2 separate regions of the Sus scrofa genome follow, and region 2 is linked to region 1. Evidence: chromatin contacts called from public Hi-C data. All regions are on one chromosome and are shown on one strand. The core of a region is the stretch at or near the end of the contact, and the rest is flanking DNA. Distances in the headings are between cores, read along the strand shown.

Region 1 (7,443 bases), core at 3,289-5,788:
AAAAACCATTTATTGTAGCAAACTTCAATGCCTTAGCAAATACTGAAAAAAATCAACCCTAAACTTGTCAGGAAGGAGTCACTCCACCACAAAGCCCTATATTCTCACAAAAAGCTCTCATCTGATCTCCTGGCTAAGTGGAGTGGATGTTTGCTTTTCAAGATTCCCCCATATCTTTATTATCATTATTATTATTGCTTTTTAGCACCACACGTGGAGCAGATGGAAGTTCCCAGGCTAGAGGTCCAATCAGAGCTGCAGCTGCCAGGCTATACCACAGCCACAGCAACTTGCGATGCAAGCCTCATCTGTGACCTGCACCACAGTTCATGGTAACGCCAGATCCTTAACCCGCTAAGCAAGGCCAGGGATCGAACCCACATCTTCATGGTTACTCGTTGGGTTCGTAACTCACTGAACCACAAGGGAAACCTCCAGATTTCCTCCACATCTTCTGAACACCTTCTCCACATCCTGATAGCGTCCCACCTTATTGATGAGGGCCATTATTTCAAAGCAGAGGCCAAAAAACCCTCTATTTCCCAGGTGTCCTACAGCCCCTCTGCAAAGCATGGATGCTGGAAAAGGAGTCAAGGGACGTGAATTATCTGGGATATAATCTTCCAGTATGCCTAATGGGGGGGTGGGGGGTGGTCTGGTGGATCTTCTAGAATCTTCTTCCTGAGCATAGTCAGCTCAACGTGCTGACAACAGGGCAGTGGTATTTTCTCTAGAGCTGTCTCGGAGTCTAACTGGGGCATGCTGCGGAATGTTCTTGGCTATCTAGTATCCAAACCTGGCTTTCTGACCCTTCTGAAGATTCAGTACCCTGCAGGCTGAGACAGAGCAATACCCAACGGGAGACAGTAAGAGTTGAAATAAAAAAAATTTTTAAAAAACCCAAAGGACTGTTACCGAAACGGAAAATGTTGCTCTTAATTTGCACATGTAGCATTTAACCATTTTTCTCCCAAACTCAGAGTATCATAAAGATAACATTTCTGGCAACCATGTCACAAAGCTTCCTCCTTCTGCAGGTGAAACACTGGGAGAAGGTGGAGGAAGAAGGGGAGGTTCCTGGTCACGACTGTCCCGGATTCCTCCTGGACAGTTCTGCTCTCGCCCCAAGTAAGCTATTTTCCAAAGAGAGAAAATATTTTATTTTCTGGTCAGCCATCTTCAAGAAAAGCTAACCTAACTCCCTCAAAACTGTGGCAGACAAAACAGTCTTTTGGCCACAACAAACTTTGTGTCAAGGTAAGGGAAGAGAGGGCAGAAGGACAGATTCTTTTTAAAAATGTAACGACTGTGGCCCCCCCACCCCATCTGTTCACCATTATTGAAACGGCTGGCCGTGGAACTGACTCATCTCTAATTCTTCTGCTCAAAACGCTTTCTGCTGGCCAGAATATTTTCAAATGTTGTCAGCCACCAGATTGTACCCTTCAGTTCTTTTCAGCTTCTTTCCAACTTTCCAATACAGAATCTCATTAACTGGTTTGCCTCTCTGGCTGCTATTTTATTGTGTTGTTTGCTTTGTCCATTTTAAGGCATTTTCCTATTAAGACTCTCTCTCTAGGAGCTCCCAGAAGTGGCTCAGCAGGTCAAGAGCCTGACATAGTGTCCATGAGGATGCAGGGTTGATCCCTGGCCTCGCTGGGTGGGTTAAGAATCAAGTGTTGCCGCAAGCTACAGCATAGGTCGCAGAGGCCGCGTGGACCCAGGGTTGCTGTGGGTGTGGTTTAGGCCAGCAGCTGCAGCTCCAACTCGACCCCTAGCCTGGGAACTTCCATAGGCCACGGGTGCAGCCATAAAAAGAAAAATAAACAAAAAAACAATTTCTCTTTAGGGAAAGCAGCTACCCACCTCCCCTCACACAAAAGACAGAACTGATTAAATACAATAAAGTTTTATTGAACAGCTATGATGGACATTACGTGGTGCTAGGTGGGTACAGTGAAGGCCTGAATTTTAGCACAATAAATGTAATAACAACAACAACAATAACTATTTACTCTGACCTTGTGAGCCAGGGATCTTAATGCATGCCATAGCATGACACTTCATAATGATGAGAATGTGGCTTTCTGCTCTCTGATAGGCCTGGGGGTTCAGCTCAAAGCTCAACATTTTGCTAACCTTTCTGGGCCCCAGGTTCCTCATCTGTAAAGCAAGCCTACTAACAGGATGTATCTCATAGGGATACTTTGAGGAGTCCATCAAGTCACAAGTGTAAAGCACGTAGCCCAGGGCTTAGTTCACAAGGACGTGTGGCACCTACCCTGTTCTCCCACTGTGAGAGCTGGAGGCTGAAGGTCAGAGCTAGTCCAACCACCCAATATGAAGCCTTGACTTCTTCAACTGACTCACGCTGACCAGGACACGGGAGGAAGTCACCTGAGAAGCCTAGAGTACGATGACTGGGAGAGCCTTGAAGAGGCTGTCCAAACTCCTACAGTGGCACTGCTCTCCAGGGAACTGGAGGCCACCACCCACGCTTTTGGACACAACCTCCAGGTCTTACACATTCCCGAATCCCCAGACCTGGGGCAGAGCCTACAGAGGGCATGTCTGCTGAATGCATGAATGACTAGATGGATGGCTAAAGCGATACAAATAAAGGAACAACAATAGCTAAGTACTGACAGAAACTACGTGCAGGGCATCAATCTAAGGCATTCATATAACATTGCTTACACAGTGTTTAGTTTAATATGAGTTTAAATATTTGAGGCTTTGTTGAACAATTCAAAGGGTCAAGAAGAGGGAATAGTAATACCTGCATCGAAGAACAGCTCCTTAAAGTGGGCTTAAAGGAACACAGCAGGTTCTACAGAATGCGTAGAGGCCGTGGAGGACATGCAGACAGAGGAGGCCACGTGAGCCAGGGCCATGAGGTGTGAGTGGCGAGCCTATTGCCACCAACGGCCTGAGGAGAAGAGGAAGGGCCCCAGAGGGTGTCTGTGGAGGAAGAGAGAGAAGTACAACTCGATGGCTAGAGTAAGGCCAGGACGAGCGGGACCTCAAACACCAGGATGGGTGATTGGTCCTTACTTCACTGAAACAGGAGAAGCTAAGCAAGCTGCTGGTGGCAGGAAGGCGCACTGCCAACGGCGTTCTGCTCCAGCTCTTCAACAGAACAGACAAAGGGTGCAGAGAAATGGATTGTGAAGCTGGGGAGGCAGACAGACGCATCCCAAAGGAGCCCCAAAGGCAGAACGGGGGATCCTCATCTTCCTGGGTTCTGATCTTCAAAGAGACATTGACTGTTAAGGGTAATGGCCCTTCTTAAGACCACTTGATACCAAGACCCCTAGCCAGACAAAAATCAAGTCCTCGTTCACCTGTGCTGGCTGTGCTCTGCCGAAAGGCACCCAAGCTGGGGAGCAGGTGAGGACAAGAATCCAGCCAGGGCTCCTCCAGGCACCTGAGTATCATGATATGGGACAGCAGACAGACACTGGAAGAGATATCTTTCTAATGTGTACATAGGCCCCCTAAGGCCTATGGCCACCCTAACAAACAGGCTAAGTTGCTCTTCAGTGATGCCACCTCCCATCCTAAGTCTGCACACATTTAGACCAGTGACCTGGAAGCTTTTAAATCCATAACAGTATAAACATATTGATTTATTCGTTCATACACTCACACATCCATACATTCTTTATGTACGAGGGCCATGCTCGTTACAGTGGGAGATAACAGAGCTTACCATCTAATAGACATAATTACAGGTATCAGAAAAGTCGGGCCAGAGAGAATAAATATCTTAATTAGCATTCTTGACAGCATCAAGAAACATGCTGCCTAGGTCAGGGTCAGGGCGGCGGTACCAGCCAAGCAAAGAAAAGGATCCGGGAGCCTCATCTAAACAAGACAAAAGGAAAAACAAGACTATCATCAGATTTAAGTACAAAGTACACTTGAACGTTAAACTCAACTAGCAGTTTTGGAGGCAATGCAGTTTACTCTTGAAAGCAAAGAGTCAGATTTTTTAGAACGAGCAAGGTCTAATCTTGGTTTAGCCACAGAATCACTGTGCCATTCTAGGAAAATATGCAAAATACAGGCAGTCTTCATGTGTGCATCAGGGAGAGGTTTAATCAATAAGTGAGAGGAAAAATGCGAAATTACTGAGCTAATGCAGAGTGTTCCTGTTAATTAAAGCCATCCCCTGCCTTGGCCATGGATTAGAAGGAGGAAGGACAAAGATGATTGTAAACAATTCGATCATCAGGCAAGGGCAGGCAAGAAAATAAAGCAAGCATTAGACTGTGCTTTAAGTCAAGAAAACACCATTTTAGGAAAAGCAGCATTTGGCCTAAAAGCAAAGGACACACAACGACCCTTAAAGGAAAAGCTGTTAAGTGAGAGATACATATCATATATAGTAACTACGTGTGTCTGTATATGAGCAGCTCATCAGTATAGTTCAACTTCAGGGGCAGATCGGTAGGTACCTTTGAAGTTAGGTTGGGGAGAAGTGGGGGAGGGCTCCTACATGCCTGGAACTGTGATAGGCAACTTACATTTATGACTTCACTTAATCTTCACAGCAACCTGCCACGTTAGATCTCACTACCTCTAATACGGAGGGGGGAAAAAAAAAATCCACGGAGTCCGGAAGAACACAAGCCTCAGGCTACTTCCATCATGTCAACTTGGAATGGGAATAAAAGAATAGGGAAACTCCAAAGGCACCTTTGGTAACCAAGAGGTGCTAAGGAAATAGAACAAGATAGTCTGAAAAGGCTTAACCAAATATAGTTCACTCTACTGACGCTAAAAGACCCAAATATAGTATGGACTTGCACTTGACCATGGCCCCCATGGCACACATCCGCTGACAATTGTCTCCAGTTGATAAGAATGCACAGACTCACAGCTATTTGCAGACCAGCTGCAGGCTACTTGGATAGCAGACATTCAAGTATATCAAACATGGAAAAGGCACTTGAGATAAGAACAGCACCTCAGTAAATCTCCAACTTGGATACACCACAACCCTTAGGTAGGTGACTGAAAAGTTAGTCTTGGTTTGGGTTGTCCCTAAAATGTAGTTATTCTATTCTTAGGTCCACGACTTCCCACATTTTATTTCAAGTCTTAATTAGGTGGTTTTGTTAACCCCTTTCTAATAAAAGGCCACAGAAAATAAACAGATAAAAACCAGATCTAAGCCATCAAAAACAATATTATCAGAGTTCCCTTGTGGCACAGTGGGTTAAGGATCAGCACAGTCACTGGTGTGGCTCGGGTGGCTACTATGGTGTGGATTTGATTCCTGGCCCAGCAACTTCCACAGCCAACAGCCCCCCAAAAAATTTGATTATTGAAAATTCTCAAGAGTCTGAAACTGCATGTATAAAAAAACATTTAATCTTACTCTTATTTTTTTAAAAAGCTTCTGAAAGTTGTTTCTAAACTGATACTTTGTAAATTGAATCTTCTTTGTTCATTCATTCATTCATTCAACTGGGACTACATTAGGTGTTGCAAATCCAGATGTAAAAGCTATTTCCTGCCCTCAAGAAAATAAAAGCTAATAAAGAGAGAGTATAAACTGCGATAACAATGCCAGGAGCCAGGGGCGGTGCTAAGCTATTGAAAGCACAGGTATACTGGGACTCTGTGGAAGGGCTCCTTCCTGCTTCATGGAGTCAGGCCTGGTGAGCTTTGGAGGTTGGGGATGGAGGGTAATTTCAGAGAGAAAAAATCAAATGAATCACTTCCACTTCTGGCCTAGATGGAGTCAGCTGTCGAGACCTGGACAATAGGCCGCCAATGGCAGTGATCCTTGAGAGAAAAGACACAAAATTAAATAGTCCAACAAGTCCCCAGCTTATCACCGAGAGGGTCTCCAGGCCAAGATGTGTGGGGCAGAGGGGTTTCGAGTTCACTTCCTGAGCTGAGTAAATGGAGCCAACAGCCCAGGGAGACCAAGGCAGAGATGAGAGAGAAGACAGAGGACCTGAGCCAAATACTTGAAGAAACTGTATTGATGTAAGAAACTTGGATTTTTATATTTTACCCATAAATATAAGTATTAATTGTTTTTAAAAAAAGAGAAAGGGAGTTCCCGTTGTGGTGCAGTGGTTAACGAATCCGACTAGGAACCATGAGGTTGCGGGTTCGATCCCTGCCCTTGCTCAGTGGGTTAATGATCCAGTGTTGCCGTGTGCTGTGGTATAGGTCGCAGATGCAGCTCAGATCCTGCATTGCTATGGCCCTGGTGTAGGCTGGCAGCTACAGCTCCGATGAGACCCCTAGCCTGGGAACCTCCACATGCCGGGGAGCAGCCCAAGAAATGGCAAAAACACAAAAAAAAAATAAAATAAAATAAAATAAAATAATAAAATAAAAAAACAGAGAGAGGAGTTCCCGTTGTGGCTCAGTGGGTTAAGAACCCAACACAGTGTCCATGAGGAGGCAGGTTCGATCCCTAGCCTTGCTTAGTGGGTTAAGGATCTGGCATTGCCATGAGCTACAGTGTAGGTCAAAGATGTGGCTTATATATGGTGTTGCTGTCGCTGTGGCGTAGGCCTGCAGCTGCAGCTCGGATGTGATCCCTAGCCTGGGAACTTCCATGTGCCACAGGCACAGCCCTAAAAAGTGGGGGGGGGGAATACACTGGATCAGCTTAACATTAGATTAGGTATTACAGAATATAAAGGCTGGTGAACTTGAAAACACAAATATTGGGACTATTCAAAATGAAATACAGAGAAAATCAAATTTGAAAAATCAACAGAGAAATACCGATATTTAATTATATTATTATTAATCCCTTATTATATTAATAAATATTAATTCATCCCCTCCCTCAAATAATTTACAACTCTCCTGTGGAAACAAATTGTGATTAAACAAAGAAAATGGGGTCATAAAATATCTGAAAACCATAAGAATAGAAAAATGTCCAGTTACTTATCAAACAGAACACAAAATTGCTTAGAGGAGAGGAAGAAATTATTTCATGCCCAGGAGATCAGGTTAAGAATGGTCAGAGGAGGAGTTCCCGTCGTGGCGCAGTGGTTAACGAATCCGACTAGGAACCATGAGGTTGCGGGTTCGGTCCCTGCCTTGCTCAGTGGGTTAACGATCCGGCGTTGCCGTGAGCTGTGGTGTAGGTTGCAGACGCGGCTCGGATCCCGCATTGCTGTGGCTCTGGCGTAGGCCGGTGGCTACAGCTCCGATTAGACCCCTAGCCTGGGAACCTCCATATGCCGCGGGAGCGGCCCAAGAAATAGCAACAACAACAACAAAAAAGACAAAAGACAAAAAAAAAAAAAAAAAAAAAAAAAAAAGAATGGTCAGAGGAAATATTTGAACAGTCTGTTTCATAAATGGATATTTTCATATAACCGAAAACATAGCTCATTCTGCCTTATTCATTCATTCACCATTTACTGGGCAGCATCTATGTGCCAGATCCTAGCTAAG
Region 2 (7,179 bases), core at 2,658-5,157, 150 kb after region 1:
ATACAGAACACACTCTCCTTCCCTCCCTTCCTCTCAATTATCTCAGTAATTTGCTGATCAGGAAATTATTGAGGAGCTCCCACTGTGGCACAACAGAATCAGCAGTGCTCTTGGGAGCACTGGGCGTGGATTCAATCCCCAGCCTGGCCCGGTGAGTTAAGGATCTGGGGTTGCTAGATCTGATCCCTGGCCCAGGAGCTCCATATGCCGCCAGGCGGCCGACCAAAAGAAAAAAGCTATTGATATTTTTTTCTTGAAGTCATAGGATTCTGCCAAGGGCAAAAGTGTCCAGTGAAGGTAACACACAGCCCAAATTCACTGAACAAGAGAAGGGCAGAGCTCAAATGAGAACCCAGTTCTCTCCATGCCAAGTTGCCTCCTCTTTCCAGAACGCCGTGATGCTTAGGCCTGTGTGCACACTTCCCAGGAGAAACTGTGCCAAATCCCAAAGGAGCATATGTGCCCTCCGGCTGGAGATTGCCTCAGTAAATACATATTGCTTCTTGGCTTGCAAAGCAAATATTTACTCAAAACCCACATAGCGTGGCGCATAAGTTCTTGACAGCCCAAGGCAGTTTCTAACTCACTTATCGTTTATTCTTAATTTGTTTTTTAGTGCTTATATTTTCTGCATTAGACCTGGAATAAACAGAGTTCAGAGTGGAGGCTGGGTGAACTGAAAATTGATCTTTCCTAAAAAACGCCCTAGTCTCTGCCTATTACCTCTAGATTGCAATTTCTGACAAGTCCATGAGCAAAATCAGCAGGGCTTAAATGGAGTCAGTGCTCCATTCAAGGACAGTCTTTAAGGAAAGACAACATGCTCTCCTTTAGGAAATGGGCTGAAGAGTTAAGGAGAACACTCGTGGCTCTCAGCACGTGCCCCAGATTGCGACTCATGATAGGTGGGTTCTGGTCCTGACCCTGCCTCGAACTAGCAGGTGACCTTGAGCAGGTCACTTATCCTCTGTGACTTTCAGTTTCCTCATCTATCCAGTGGGACTCATGATATCATTCTACCTATTTCACTGTATTGACAACAGACCAAATTGAAGGTCAAGTCCAACATCTCTCCACCCAGTATTTATTGGAGGCCTACTAGGGTCCTGGCTCTCCTAGGAACCGAGAAGCGAGCAGTGAACAAAATGAAATCCAGTCTTCTTGGAGCTTACATTCCAGCGGGGAGCAGACAGATGATAAAGACAGTGTAAGTAATAGGTCTGATGCTAAGTCCTAAAAAGAAAAATCGTCGTGATAAAGAAATAGAGAATGATGGGGTGGGTCGCCTTTTTTAAAGAGGGGTTGTTAAGAGGCTCTCTGATAAGGTAAGCCCTGGAGGAGGTGAGGGAGGAGAGTCCCAGGCAGAGGAAGAGTGGGAACAAGGCTTTAGGTGATAATGCTTGAAGTGTTCAAGTAGAAAGAGCAGGGTGGCTGGAGCAGAGTAAGAGGGGAGAGGGACAGAAGGCGGGATCAAGGATGCAGAATGGCGCTCCCCAAACTGAACGTGCAGAAGCATCCCTGGAGGTGCCAGGAATGGTGATCCAGAGATGTTCCTGCGTAATAAGCACTAACCTGGAGTCGCGCATGTGCAAAGCATTCTCTGGACCACCATAAACACCGTTCCAATCTGACTCAAGCACGCAGAACACCCCCTGGTTGCCCATAAACGTGCTCCCACTTCCACCAGCTCAGCTCACATGGATTACACAGTAGGCCAAGCCATTGTGTTTTAGGAAATGTCACCTGCACAACTGGACATTAATGTGGACACAGTTAGATATCGACACGAGAGACTGGCCAGCCTAGCCACTGTGCCTTTATTCATGAGGCAGACCGTGGCTCTCAGCCTTGAGCCCCTGCCTGCCAGTCTCATGCCTACTATTTTGCAAGAATGAGAGAAATATAAGTAGGGTGGGCCTGGATCTTGATCACAGCCTGGGACCACTAGCAGGGAGGCTGGAGCCATCAGCAGGCCTACATGGGCCAGGGTAGGCCCGTCAGAGTGGTCACCATAGGAATGATGCAGTGGGCTGGTCCAGAGCTGCACGGTGACAAGGCTTAGCCTGGCTCTGGGAGCACTGCACGGGGCTTTGGGAGAAGCAACTAGTGTTTTCTAGGCAGTGGGTTAGTCTCTTTCCACGCACAATCACATGAAACCCTCACTAACCTGGAAAATAGAATTTCTGTTCTAGAGAAGAGGAAACTGAGGTTCAGGGAGGCTGAATAAATTGCCTAATGCCACATAGCTATTAAGAGGAAGTTCCCATTATGGTGCCGCAGAAATGAATCCAACTGGTATCCACGAGGACGAGGGTTCGATCCCTGGCGTCACGCAGTGGGTTAAGGCTCTAGCGTTGCTGTGGTTGTGGTGTAGGTCACAGATATGGCTCGGATCCCATGTTGCTGTGGCTGGGGTATAGGCCAGCACCTGTAGCTCCAACTCAACCCCTAGCCCAGGAACTTCCATATGGTGCAGATGTGGCCCAAAAAAAGGGGGGAGAAAAAGAGGTAATTGGGGACCTCAGAACTCACTGACTCCAAAGACTGATTTCTTTCCATGACACCATGAGCATTGTTTTGAAATAAGTCACTTCATTCCGAGCAGCTCAATGCAGTCCTGTTGAGTTGGGGAGTGGAGACAAGTCATCCCATCATCTCAGACTCTGGACAGATGGCCAGATTCTCCAGACAGATTTGGGGATCCACTGGAGGAGAAGAGTTTATGGTCCCCAAGTGCTGCACTGACCCAGCCCTTTCAAAAAGATGCCCATCTCAGAATTCCCATTGTGGCTCAACAGGTTAAGGATCTGACATCGTCTCTGTGAGGATGCAGGTTCCATCCCTGGCCTTGCTCAGTGGGTTAAGGATCCTGCATTGCTGTGGCTCTGGCATAGGCCTTGATTGCAGCTCCAACTTGATTCCTAGCCTGGGAACTTCCAGGTGCTGCAGGTGTGGCCATAAAAGGGGAAAAAAAAAAAAAGATGACAATGCCCAGGGCCCTCATCCTTGGGATCTGTCCCTTCCATTTGGGCAGGGCCTTGGGTGCTGGTACCCTATCCGCCTTCATGTGACCCAGGACCCAGCTAGACAACCCACCCTGTGGCCCCGGCCAGGCTGGCAGAGTCAGAGATGGCGGTGCGACCTCTGTGTCTCCCCAAGGCTGAAACACTGGCTTGTTCTACAACCTTCTGCCTCTGCTTCCGCTTCCTTCTTGGGCTTGTTGGCACTCACTCTCATGCAACGGGCACCCTTGTTCACAAAATATCATCTGCAAATATGGGAATCTCTGCACCAGCCCCACATTGTTGATATCTCTGGAGTTGTTTATAAAAATATCCCTGGCATTCCCTGCCCGGCGTGGTTCCGCGTCATGCTCCACTTGCAGGCAAGCTTTACCAGCCCGATAAGGAGTCCTTTATTTGCCCTTTAGGGAAGTTATGACACACATCACCAGCTCTCTCCCCACCCCCTTTCTAGAGCTTGCATCATCCATAAAAAGGGCCATTTTTATAAATGTCAGGGAGGAGACTAATCCCAGCTCTGGGTCTAACGCATTTTCTCTAGGACTCCGTTGAATCAGTGACAACTTGTGGCTAAATGAGCTTGACCAGGAATCCGCGACGTTAACTGGAAAGTGGTTATCTCAGAGACGAGTCTATTCATCTTGGTATTGGACAGTTCGGCAAGGGGCTAGACAGTTCAGGTGGGCTCTGGTTAGGAAATCATGGGCTGGGGAGCTCCTATTTGGTTGGGAAACTATAGCTCAGGGGTTGATGCATGTGTTTTTCTCACTAACTCACCTCGTTAGAGCACTAGGCTTGGAAGAAAGGCCTTGGTCTTGATCTTCCTCAAAGCAAGTCAGCATCTCCCTGCAGGTTCGCCTAACTGCCAGCAGCCAGCATGTGAGAGCAGAGAGTATGAATGGACTGCTGCAACACAGCAGCATCATAGGACCGAGCCCAACCTTTCACGCGTATCTAGGACACTAGGTCTCTAGATAGAATAGAAATAGAATAGTCATGAGGCGCAAAGGCAGTAACATTCATCTATATATTTAATCAAGGATGCTTACTGAGCACCCACTCCATGCCAACACTGCCAGACACTGAGCTGAGCGTGCAGGCAGGAGAGGATGGAGCACCTCATTTGATGGTATTTCCCAGCCACCCTTGCAGTTAGGTGTGGCTGTGGGACTGAGGTTCGACATTGAGGTTGGCAATGAATGCAGGCAAAAGTGATGAGCAGCACAGCACTGCCAGGAGTGGCCTATAACGGCTTCTACACAATCCCCCACTGTCTTCTTTTTTCCCGTGTTTGTCAGCAGAACACGAGGTCCGCCAAAGGACTAGGAGATCCTACAGGAGCCAACAAATATATGGGGCCTGAGTCCCTGATCACTGCACAAAATAGAGGTCTCTCTGAACCCCACGCTGATCGGACTTGATGGGAAGAGAAATACACTGTCCTCGTGTGAGGCCGCTAAAACCCAGAGCTTGTCTGTGGCAGCATTGAACCCACCCTGCCCAACGCACAGCCCTTCACCTTTTATTCATTGCACTCTCAGCAGACCTTGCCTCCTTCTGTTCCGAGAAAAACAACCCACCCAGAGAGCCCCGCTTCCTTCTGTGACATCCTGACTTGCTGGCCCATCTTCACGCTTGCTTTCCCACCCTCCCCACTGCCCCGCACTGAGAGTCCCTCTCCCCGGGAGCTTGATCCCATCCCCCTGCTGGCACCTGCATTTTGTGGACGATCCTCCGCCTGAAAAAATTCTACTCTCCTTTTTCCTGAAATAAAACAGCCCCTTCTAGAAGTTGGATCCTCGAGGCAAGTCATCCTCTTTGTCATCCCAGGAGCCTGGGGAGATTGTCAGATTCTCCAGACAGATTTAGGGTTCAGGCAAGGGCAGAGGGTCCATGTTCCCTGAGTGCTCCACTGACCTGGCCCTTTGAAGGTGATGCTTATCTCCTGAAATAAAGTCTGTGGAGGCGAACCATTTATCCATCCTGCATCCCCTTAAGCAACCAACCCAATCATCTCTGACCCTTCCCTAATTTCTTTTTGTTTTTGTTTTGTTTTTTAGGACCACACCCATGGCATATGAAGTTCCAAGACTAGGGGCTGAATCAGAGTTGCAGCTGCTGGCCTATGCCACAGCCACATGGGATCAAGCCACATCTGTGACCTACACCACAGCTCACGACCACACTGGATCCTTAGCCCACTGAGAAAGTCCAGGGATGGAACCTGCATCCTCATGGAGCAGGGTTTGTAACCCTTAAGCCACAACAGGAACTCCCTTTGCTACCGGATTTCTGATGACTAGGCCAGAGTTACTACTTCTACCTGATCACCATGGATTCCTTAACCCACAGAAACCTGGTTTCCTCTTGCACAGCTCTCGTGATACTTTTTATTCAAAAGTCACCAATGACCTGACTCTCAGGTTCAGGGGATTTTTCTCAGCCTCTTCCAGCCTAATTTATCAGACGCTCTCGACCCTTGCCCAGCTGCCCCTCTAACTCACGCTTGGCTTAATGTTTGCCCTGCTCCTCTCCTCTGGTTCCTTCTGCTGCTCCTACGTGGAGGAAGGTCCCCATGGTCTGCTCTCTGCCAACTCTTTTCTCTCGAAATTCTCTTATGTGGTAAATAGGGCTATTACTATTACTACTAATAACGATAACTACCGTTTATTGAATGCATGTGTCAGGTGCCAAGCATAGCACATACGCTTTCCCACCTCGCCCTAACAAGAGCCCTCTGAGGCTGGTGGGGCTGCTATCGCCCTATTCAACAGAGGAGAAAGTCAAGGCAGCAAGCAGAGTTAAGGAGCACAGCCCAGGGCTACAGCCGACAAAGGGTACAGAGCCAGAAGAGGCCAGTGCTTGCTCACATGGTGCCTCTTATTTACATTTGGAAGGTCAAGGGCAGCCCCATCCCAGAGCACCTGGCTTGGCAAGTGGAGGGAGCAGCTGGTTCTACTCACGCCTAAGCAAGCCCCTCATGCAGAACACAAAGTGCAGGCCTATGCAGCACTAGGGGAGCCAGAATTCAAGCCCTGGCCTCTCCGATTCCAGAGACACCATGCCGCTCACCTCACAGGGGCTTGCAAAGATGAAAACTAAACAGATCACAAATGGATGTAAAGCTCTCGGATCAGTGCTCAGCATATAAGCAATGTACTAGATACGGCTGTTACTATGACTGTCATTATTGTTCATATGACCATTCTCATCCGCTTCCAAAGTTTCAACAAGTGAACTCATCAAATATTTAATCTTCTCTCACATGCCAAGTGGTAGGCTAGATACTGAGGTTACAAAAGATGAATAAGACACTGTTCCTGCCCCAGTGAATTAAAAATCTAGGAGGAAAGAAAGTCACACAAACAATGAATTTAAAAAAGGATGAATGAGCTCAGTAACAGAGGTGGTGCAAAGTGCTGTGTGCCCACGGAGGTGGGGGGGTTATGTTAGCGCAGGGCAGGGATGGGAATCTGGGCAGGGTTGGTGGCAGCTTCGGAGAGGAAGGGACATTTCACAGTGCCCGCCACAGAGGGATAATCCAGAGAGGGAAGCTGCATGAACAAAAGCATGCAGGTGGGCGCGTACCTGGTGGGCGAGTACCTGGTGTGCATGGCCTGGAGCTTACACTTGGCCATGGGAAGTCATTGAAAGCAGCACTGCAAAAAGAAGGGCTGTGATGTGGTCAGAACTTGGTTTTAGAAAGAACCCTGATGTCTAGAATAGTGTCTTGCATACACTGAGTAGGTGCTCAGGAAACATTTGGATGATGGATGGAGAGTGAAAAGGAGGAATGAAAGAATGAACCAAGAACTAGAAGGAACCTTCTTCCTGGGTACCCGCGGAGACATCGCGCGTGCATCTCAAGTTGTCCAGGGTTGTGTAAACACATTCACGCATTTATTGTAATCCGCTGCAGAGCAAGCGTGGGGAATGTTAGCACCAGAAGAATCCCTGATGAGGGAGCATACCAGCCCAGCAGCCGAGGCCCCGAGAGGGAGGTGGCTGGTTGCAGTGATGTGTCTCATGGCCCAGCCACAGTGTGGCCATCTTTTCTGATATGATCAGGTGCTCCGTTCGGAACTCTACCTTCTACTGAGCACACGTTTCATATTTCCACCTCCATGCCTTGCTTATAGGTCGGCACCCTGATTGA

The links. A called contact is a pair of places that touch in the nucleus more often than the background predicts.
Region 2: a Hi-C map of fetal heart ventricle shows a contact between it and region 1, with 2.9 times the contacts expected there. The contact joins two enhancer-like sites. A contact is called at or near these places in 4 of 47 Hi-C or Micro-C datasets (embryonic fibroblasts, epiblast stem cells, fetal heart ventricle and 1 more).

What each region holds. Positions count from the first base shown.
Region 1 is chr6:148,673,288-148,680,730 of Sscrofa11.1, forward strand. All of the region lies in intron 3 of ROR1 (inactive tyrosine-protein kinase transmembrane receptor ROR1), which reads right to left. Among named protein-coding and RNA genes, the nearest start is that of ROR1, 160 kb to the right of the region's middle. Within about 2 kb of position 4,539, at least 2 of the 83 cell types and tissues checked have an H3K27ac peak or open chromatin away from gene starts, as enhancers often do.
Region 2 is chr6:148,822,829-148,830,007 of Sscrofa11.1, forward strand. The region is part of intron 2 of ROR1 (inactive tyrosine-protein kinase transmembrane receptor ROR1); the gene reads right to left. Among named protein-coding and RNA genes, the nearest start is that of ROR1, 8.2 kb to the right of the region's middle. Within about 2 kb of position 3,908, at least 3 of the 83 cell types and tissues checked have an H3K27ac peak or open chromatin away from gene starts, as enhancers often do.